Regions from separate parts of the Nomascus leucogenys genome. Here region 1 is linked to region 2. The links are chromatin contacts, called in public Hi-C maps. All regions are on one chromosome and are shown on one strand. Each heading gives the region's core, a stretch centred on a gene start, on an enhancer-like site or on the middle of the called end of the contact. The rest is flanking DNA. Distances are from core to core; before and after follow the strand shown. Region 1 overlaps SZT2 (KICSTOR complex protein SZT2). Region 2 overlaps CFAP57 (cilia- and flagella-associated protein 57).

Region 1 (3,651 bases), core at 97-2,596, 190 kb after region 2:
ATGCTGAGCTTTGAATACCTGATACAGCTGTGCCAGAGCAAGGAATGGGGTCCTCTGCCCCCAGAGCCGAGGGTCTCTGATGGTGAGTGGGGCAGGCGGCCCACTGGTGGAGCAGGGGAATGGGTAGGGTAATCTGGGTCTCACTGTGTCCTGTCTTTCCTCCCTCGTAGGATTGGATCAGGGAGGAGACACCTGTGTCCATGAGATCCCTTTCCATTTTGACCTAATGGGATTGCTGCCACAGTGCCAGCAGCTCCAGATGTTCTTCTTCTTGCTTGCCAGAGGTAGGTGAACCTGGTACCCTTTCACCCCACACCTAAAGGGCCAGCAAGCCTGGAAGTATTACAGAATAACAAACAGATGGGTCAGCAAGTGAGCAGATGAGTGGCGGGGGCAGGAGGAGCCCATGAGGCTGAAGGAGGGGCCTTGCTGGTCAGGGCTGAGCCGGGGGCACCGGGCAACAGGAGGCTCTTGGTGCTGAGCAGAGTGTGTGTCGGGCAGAGCCAGAGGGTGTCCCTTTCGCCGAGGGGTCCTGTCCCGCCAACGACATGGTGCTGTGCCTGCTGCACAGCTGCCTGGGGCAGGAGCTGAGTGACCGGGAGATCCCACTGACCCCCGTTGACCAGGCTGCCTTCTTGAGTGAGGTGCTGCGGCGGACCTGCCACGTTCCAGGTGAGTTCCCCACATCCTCCTGACACCAGACCTGGCCCAGCCCTTTTCCCCCACCCTCACAGGGTGGTTTCTGTCTTTGAGTTTTGGCTTTCCCTTTCCTCCCCCTTTCTTCAACCCAGAGTCCTGCCTCTCTGCTGGCCCTGCCCTCTTTCACCCATCTCTACCCCCATTGTAGGTGCCGAGGGGCCACTGCTGGGGGTTCATGGGATCCCGAAGGAGCAAGCAGTCGGCAGCACCCAGGCCACAGGAGACTCCACTTTTACTTCCCTGGTTAGCACCGATTCTTCTCCCTGAGCCCTTGTCACACTGACCTCCTTCCAGCACCACATCTTCAGGCCCCAACCTTCTATCGCCCTTGAGACTAAATGGCATCTGCCAATGACACAATGCCGTCATTTTCCATTGTCCTGGATCTTTCAAGCTATACCTAAGATGAGTCAGCTCTAGGGTGGAGGAGGGGAACAGGGGTTGGACATTCCCTTATAGATTGCTCTAATTTCTGTTTTTCTCTTACAGAGTGTAGGTCTTCCTGAAACTCTCAAGCCTCTCATCTCTGCCCAGCCCCCTCAGTGGCGCTGCTATGCAAGGCTTGTGAACCCCCAGCATGTGTTTCTGACTTTTCTCCCAGCTACCTTCTCAGGTGCCAGCTGCTGACCTCCTCACGAACCCCCTCAGATACAAACCCCTGAGCTCCCTCACTGGCCCACCAGGCAGCTCTGATTTATGTCTAATCCTCTTCAGATGTCCAGCGTCTGGCTGCCTGTGGCCTGGAGGGACACCCTCAAGAGGAGACAAAGCCTAAGTTTGGGGATTGGAGTGGGGCTCCCAGTCTGAAAGATCTAGGAGGAACTGGGGTCAAAGCTACAAAGTCCCAAGTCCCTGTCCTCAGTGTGACTCTGGCTAGTGGTAAGGCTGCCGACTCAAGGTGGGCAGGAGTGGGAGTGGGAAACAGATAGGGCTGGAAGACCACGTGACACCTTTTCTTCACAGACAACGCCCAGAATCAAGGAGAGCTAAGCCCACCCTTCCGTCGAGACTTACAGGCTTACGCTGGGCGTCAGGCTTCCCAGACAGAGAGTGCAGATGGGCCCCGGACCCGGTGTCCTGTCTACATCTACAACTGTTCACTGGAAGCGCTGAGGGAACAAATGGTTGGCATGCAGCCCCCTCAGGCGCCCCGAGATCTCATCTTCCGGTGAGTGCCTTCATTGTTGACCTGTGTCCTCGCCGGGCCATGGCTCCCAACCAAGAAGTAAGTACACACTAACAGGCATGGGCAGGTAAGTTGCTACCATATCCTGCTGGCTCCTTGCTTGATTTCCCTCAGCAAACCCTTGAACTTGCTAGGCCATGAATACACTTGATATGTGTCTGTAGATGATCCATTGGAGTGTGGATGGCTAATGAGTCTGAGGTATCACTTAAGGGAGTTGGTCAAGTTCCATTTTCCCTCCCCTTCCTAGGACTCAGTTCCTCGACCACCCCTCCCCATCCTCAGCCTGGATGGAACCCCGGTACAAGGAGGCAGCTAACCACTGTGCCCTGCTGCAGGAGCATGCACAGCGGTGCTATGTCCGTGGTGAGCAGGAGGGCCGTGGGAGGGAGGAGTGGGGCCCTGGGGGAGATACAGGGATTACAGGGTGGGGACTGGAGAGGCCATTCCAGAGCTTGAGCCTCATGGCCCCTTCCACTTCCATCAGGGCTATTCCGCAGCTTGCAGCAAGCACAGAGTGTGACCTCCCAGGATTTGCTGACAGCAGTAGATGCCTGTGAGGAGCTACTACAAGAAATAGACATCACCCCATTTCTCCTTGCATTGTGTGGCCACACTTGGGGTTTGCCTCATGTACCCCCAAGTCCTGGGCCTCTCAGCCCTGGGCCCTTCAGCAGCAGCATGGAGGAGGGTGCTGAGCCTCGGGAACAAGCTATCCTAGCTTCTGAATCCAGGTTAGGATTATACTTGAATGATGGATAAGAGGGTACACAGACCAAATCCCTATAAACAAGGACCTTCCAGTCCAGGGGAATGACTGTGCAAGGTAGTATCTAAGCACCTGAGAAGCAGTAGTGCTTTGTCACCGGCTCCCTGACTCCCATGCAGCCTTCCTCCCCGATTTGGCACAGGCAGCAGTCTCCCTCCCAGGCTCTCCCCATCTCCCCTGCTTTGGTGTTGAGTGATGAGCTAAGTCAGGGATAGGGAGTCCCCTGGTGCTAACCGTGAACGTAGAGACTTGTTCTGAGGACATCCACACAATAGTAGGAATCTCCCCAACTAATCTGTGAATTTCATGGGGGCCAAAACTGTATTTTGCTCACTGCTAAGTCCCCAGCTCACCTTAGGGGCTCAACAGGTCCCTGTTGAAGGGAGGAAGGGGAGGAGAGAAGGAGAAAGGCAAGCAGACAGACAGCTATGGGTCTAGCATCTGCAGTGTGTTAGCGTTGGGGAAACAGAGGAACCAGAAGGATGGATATGCTGATGACTCCTAGGTTAGAACTCCAGTCTGGTTCTCTCTCTGGAGCTCTAGATACTCACTTTTCATGCCCCCCAAATGAATGCATTTTCTTCCCACTAACCCTTGATTTTTCTTCATTCATGGTGAAAAATATCACCCTCAATCTAGTGATCCAAGTCAGAAAACTGGGAGTTATTGCTACTCTGTTTCATAGAAATCCCCATCCGTTAAGAAATATGAAGGTTAAGGCTGGGTGCAGTCACTCACTCCTGTAATGCCAACACTTTGGGAGGCTGAGGCGGGAGGATCACTTGAGCCCAGGAGTTCAAAACCAGCCTGAGCAACCAGGGGAGACCTTGTTTCTACAAATGAGTTTAAAAATTAGCTGGGCATGGTGGCACATGCCTGTGGTCCCAGCTACTCAGAGGGCAAGTGGTGATGGCGCCACTGCACTCCTACCTCAGCAACAGAGTAAGACTCTGTCCCAAAAAAAAGGAAAGAAAAAAGAAAAAGAAATATGGAGGTT
Region 2 (3,613 bases), core at 755-3,254:
ATTGGGAACCTGGACCAGATACAAATAATTACTGCTCAACTCATTGTATGCAGTGCTGTAGGCTCATCCTGGAAATGGGGTTCAGTGATGCCTTCAGGACTTGTGGAAGGTTTCTGGGGCAAGGGGCATTTGAGCTGAGCCTTGAAGGTGAGTAGAGGTTGATCATGGAACAAGTCAGGGAAGAGCCTTCCAGGCCGTGGGAACAACCTAAGAAAAAGCAGAGAAAAGTGAGGCCTGTGAGGTGCTTGGAGACCCAAGAGTCCAAGAGAAGAGAGTCCAAGTGGAGAAGAACCCGCTGAAATGGTTGGTGGCTGAGGGTCCTGCTGGAAAGGGCCTCCATGCCATGCCAAAAAGTACAGTTTGTCCTGTAAACAGTCTCCACCCAAGGCTTCTTAGGTAGGGGTGTCTTTGTTTTGAAAAGACAAAACACTCCATTGGCAAGGTGGGAAGACTGGTGGGGAAAGAGGCAGGTGGCAGAAAAACCCGTTAGGAAATGACTGCCGTGTTAAGGGTAGATGCAGAGGACTTGGAAAGGGGAAAGTTGTGGCGTCAAAAGGCATTTCAGAGTAGAAACGACAAATAGAAATGTCAGGTTAGACATGGGAGGAAGGTTGAAAGAACGGAGAAGGATTCCAGGATGGCTCATTTGTGCAGTTAGGCAGATGGTGAGCCCACTAACTGTGGGTTCCAGAAAGATGTCACTGATGCAAGGATTCCAAGTCCATGGAATAAATCTGTTGCCTGCTTTTTCCAGGCTGTGAGGTACTGCCATATTCTAAAGGCATCGACTCAGGCCATGCCATTAGGGGGTGCTGTAGGCATTCCCTTCTCTTCTCTGCTCAATACGGAGGTCGGAAAGACCTGCCAGGGTCATCAGTCAGTTCCAAAGGCCAAAGGCAGTCCTGGACAGCTTGGCAGAGCCCTTTTGCTTAGAAAGCTTTTTACATAAACAGTTTCACATCCCGCAAGACTTGGCACGTTGGTGGACCCCAGGTCAGATTTCCTCTGCAGCTGTGTAGACCTGGGTGGGGGTCTGGAGGATTGGAGGGGATTTTGGAGGTCAAACTGACCAGGGAGAGATCAGGAAGAGAAGGCTCAGCAAACCCATTGCATTCACATTTTTAATTCACAAAGCCATCCAAAGCATAAACGGTTGACCTCAATGTGACCTCGGGACCCCTCAGAACACAGGCCATCCCAGAAAACATTTTGCGGGTAGCCCAACTTATACTTATTGGGAGTATCCTTGGCCATCATTCTATGTGAGGTATTGGAATGGAGGTGACATAAATGTGAGGGGGGACAGCAGAGCCTGGAAAGCAGTAGTCATGGAGGAACAGGGCACTCTGGATGGAGGCACGACAAGGTTCAGACCCCAGCTCTACCACTGAGATACGGCCTCAGTTTCCTCACAAGGTTGGGGTAAGGATGAACTGAGGGACTGTATGCATGCTGTCTGATACATTTGCAGTGATCCAATCAACCCTTGCAATTGTGGTTACTCTTATTATCGTTATCATCAAGCTCTTCCTGCCTTAGATTCTGCTTGCCGCCTCCTGGCTCTGGGCCTGGAACACTCTTCTCCTCTGTCTCCCCTGGGAGCCCTCCTCACTCTGGGTTGGGCCCCTGCTTCAGCCTCTCATGGCAGCTCTGCAGTGGAGCCAAGCGGGACCTCCCACGTCTGGCCCAGTGACCAGAGTAAGCTTTCAGGAACTGGTTCTTAGATTACTTTTCTTAAATGAATAAGTGAATGAATGAATGAATGAATGAATGAATGAACGAACAGAACAAGAGAGTCAGGCTGCACTGAGTGGTGGGCCTCAATCATACTCCAACAAGGATCAAGCCCTGCAGACCCATTTAGGTAAGGGAGCATCATGAAGATGTCAGAGGTTGGCAGGGGGGATCAGGAACAGGCATTCACACCAACAGGTACCAGAAGCCAGAAATCCCAATCACAGTGACAGGGCTGTAGAGGGTGGAGGGGGTGGGGAGAAGCCAGGGCAGGGCTCCACTTGCCGGGGGGCCTTTACAGCAGAACAAGGAAGAGCACTGAGAGCTGGTGACAAACCAGCAGGTAGGATGAACATCAGAATCAGCTCAGACACAAAATCAACAGGACTCAGTGACAGAATGGATGGAGATGACCAAAAAGAGGAAGTGACTAAAGATGCAAACTGTGAGAGAACTCGAATTGTGCTTTCAGTTTCTAGTGCTTATTCTGATGATTATTATTGAGTTCTTTAATGAGGATCAGGAGAAGTGAAGCTTAGCGAGGCCTACTGAAAGGAGAAATGGAGAGAGACCTTAAGCGAGCAAGCTTCCCCTGTGGCTCTAAGACCTTCCCTTCTGTTCTGGTCTCTTTCACCTGTCCCTTATCCCTTGGTTTGTAACTTCCTTATTAGTAAGAATCTCATCTTATTCGGTTTGGTATCCACTGCATTAGTTATTCATTTTCTCATCCATTTCACAAATATTTATTGAGCACCTCTAACACGCAAGGCAGGGTCCAAGGTCCATAACCCAATAAATATGTATTGAATTGATCATGTCATGATATAAAGTCTGCAAGGAGAAGGTCCATGGGAGGATCTAGCAGAGTTTTACCAGGCAGCATCTGGAAAGGAAATGCGGGAAACCTATCACTGTTATTAGACAATTTGGAACTGTAATGTTCCCCACTCTCCCTCCCAAACTGGGGACACCAAAGAATGACAAGTCCAGCTTGGTGAGTAGATGAGTTTATTTAGGTCTTCCATGTGGGGCACTCCTCGGCAGCAGCAGGACAGCTCTAGAGACCTGCTTTGCCTCACATCTCTATGCTGCTTTTAAGCTAATTTTCTGGCTCTTCACCTACTGTGTATGTGCCATGGGACTGTTTTCCTTAGTAGGTTTTCAGATATCTTCTAGGATGTTCGGATTCTCAGGGACACCTGCTCCACAGCTGGGCACCATGGCCTTGATTAATTGCCTGGCCTTGAGGGTTCAGACAGTGAATATACACCCTTAGGTAACCTGGTGGGGGACCCATCACACTACAATCACCAAGGCCTGGGTTGGTTAAAAGGGTAAAGCATTCAATGGAGAAAACATCTGATTCAGAAACACAAGTACAAATTCTAGCATGAAGAATGAGGGGTTGACAATGAGGACTGGGCATTTCATCCGAGAGAGAGAATTTCATTACTATAAAGGAATACCTGAGGCTGGGTAATTTATAAAGAAGAGAGGTTTATTTGGCTCACAGTTCTGAGGGCTGTACAGGAAGCATGGCACCAGCATTGCTTCTGGTCAAGACCTCGGGAAGCTTTTACTCATGATGGAAGGCACAAGAGAAGCAGGCATGTCAGATGGCGAAAGAGGGAGTAGGAGAAGAGAAGGGGCCAGTCTTGCTCTGTCGCCCAGGCTGGAGCGCAGTGGCATGATCTCAGCTCACTGCAAGCTCCACCTCCTGGGTTCATGCCATTCTCCTGCCTCAGCCTCCCGAGTAGCTGGGACTACAGGCATCCACCACCCCGCCTGGCTAATTGTTTGTATTTTTAGCGGAGATGGGTTTTCACCATGTTAGCCAGGATGGTCTTGATCTCCTGACCTCGTGATCCGTCTGCCTCAG

Evidence for each region. Hi-C and Micro-C count contacts between places; a contact is called where the count stands out from the background.
Region 1: a Hi-C map of a lymphoblastoid cell line shows a contact between it and region 2, with 2.8 times the contacts expected there. The contact joins two enhancer-like sites. A contact is called at or near these places in 2 of 4 Hi-C or Micro-C datasets (a lymphoblastoid cell line and an unstated tissue).

The regions. Positions count from the first base shown.
Region 1 is chr12:12,423,800-12,427,450 of Asia_NLE_v1, forward strand. SZT2 (KICSTOR complex protein SZT2) reads left to right here. Exons shown (of 69, transcript XM_030823675.1): 17 at 1-82; 18 at 171-284; 19 at 502-672; 20 at 848-942; 21 at 1,189-1,312; 22 at 1,414-1,578; 23 at 1,663-1,867; 24 at 2,136-2,251; 25 at 2,373-2,619. Among named protein-coding and RNA genes, the nearest start is that of HYI, 26 kb to the right of the region's middle. Within about 2 kb of position 1,347, the one cell type or tissue checked has an H3K27ac peak away from gene starts, as active enhancers do. A contact at or near this core is called in a lymphoblastoid cell line, where this site is marked.
Region 2 is chr12:12,233,422-12,237,034 of Asia_NLE_v1, forward strand. The region is part of intron 21 of CFAP57 (cilia- and flagella-associated protein 57); the gene reads left to right. Among named protein-coding and RNA genes, the nearest start is that of EBNA1BP2, 24 kb to the left of the region's middle. Within about 2 kb of position 2,005, the one cell type or tissue checked has an H3K27ac peak away from gene starts, as active enhancers do. A contact at or near this core is called in a lymphoblastoid cell line, where this site is marked.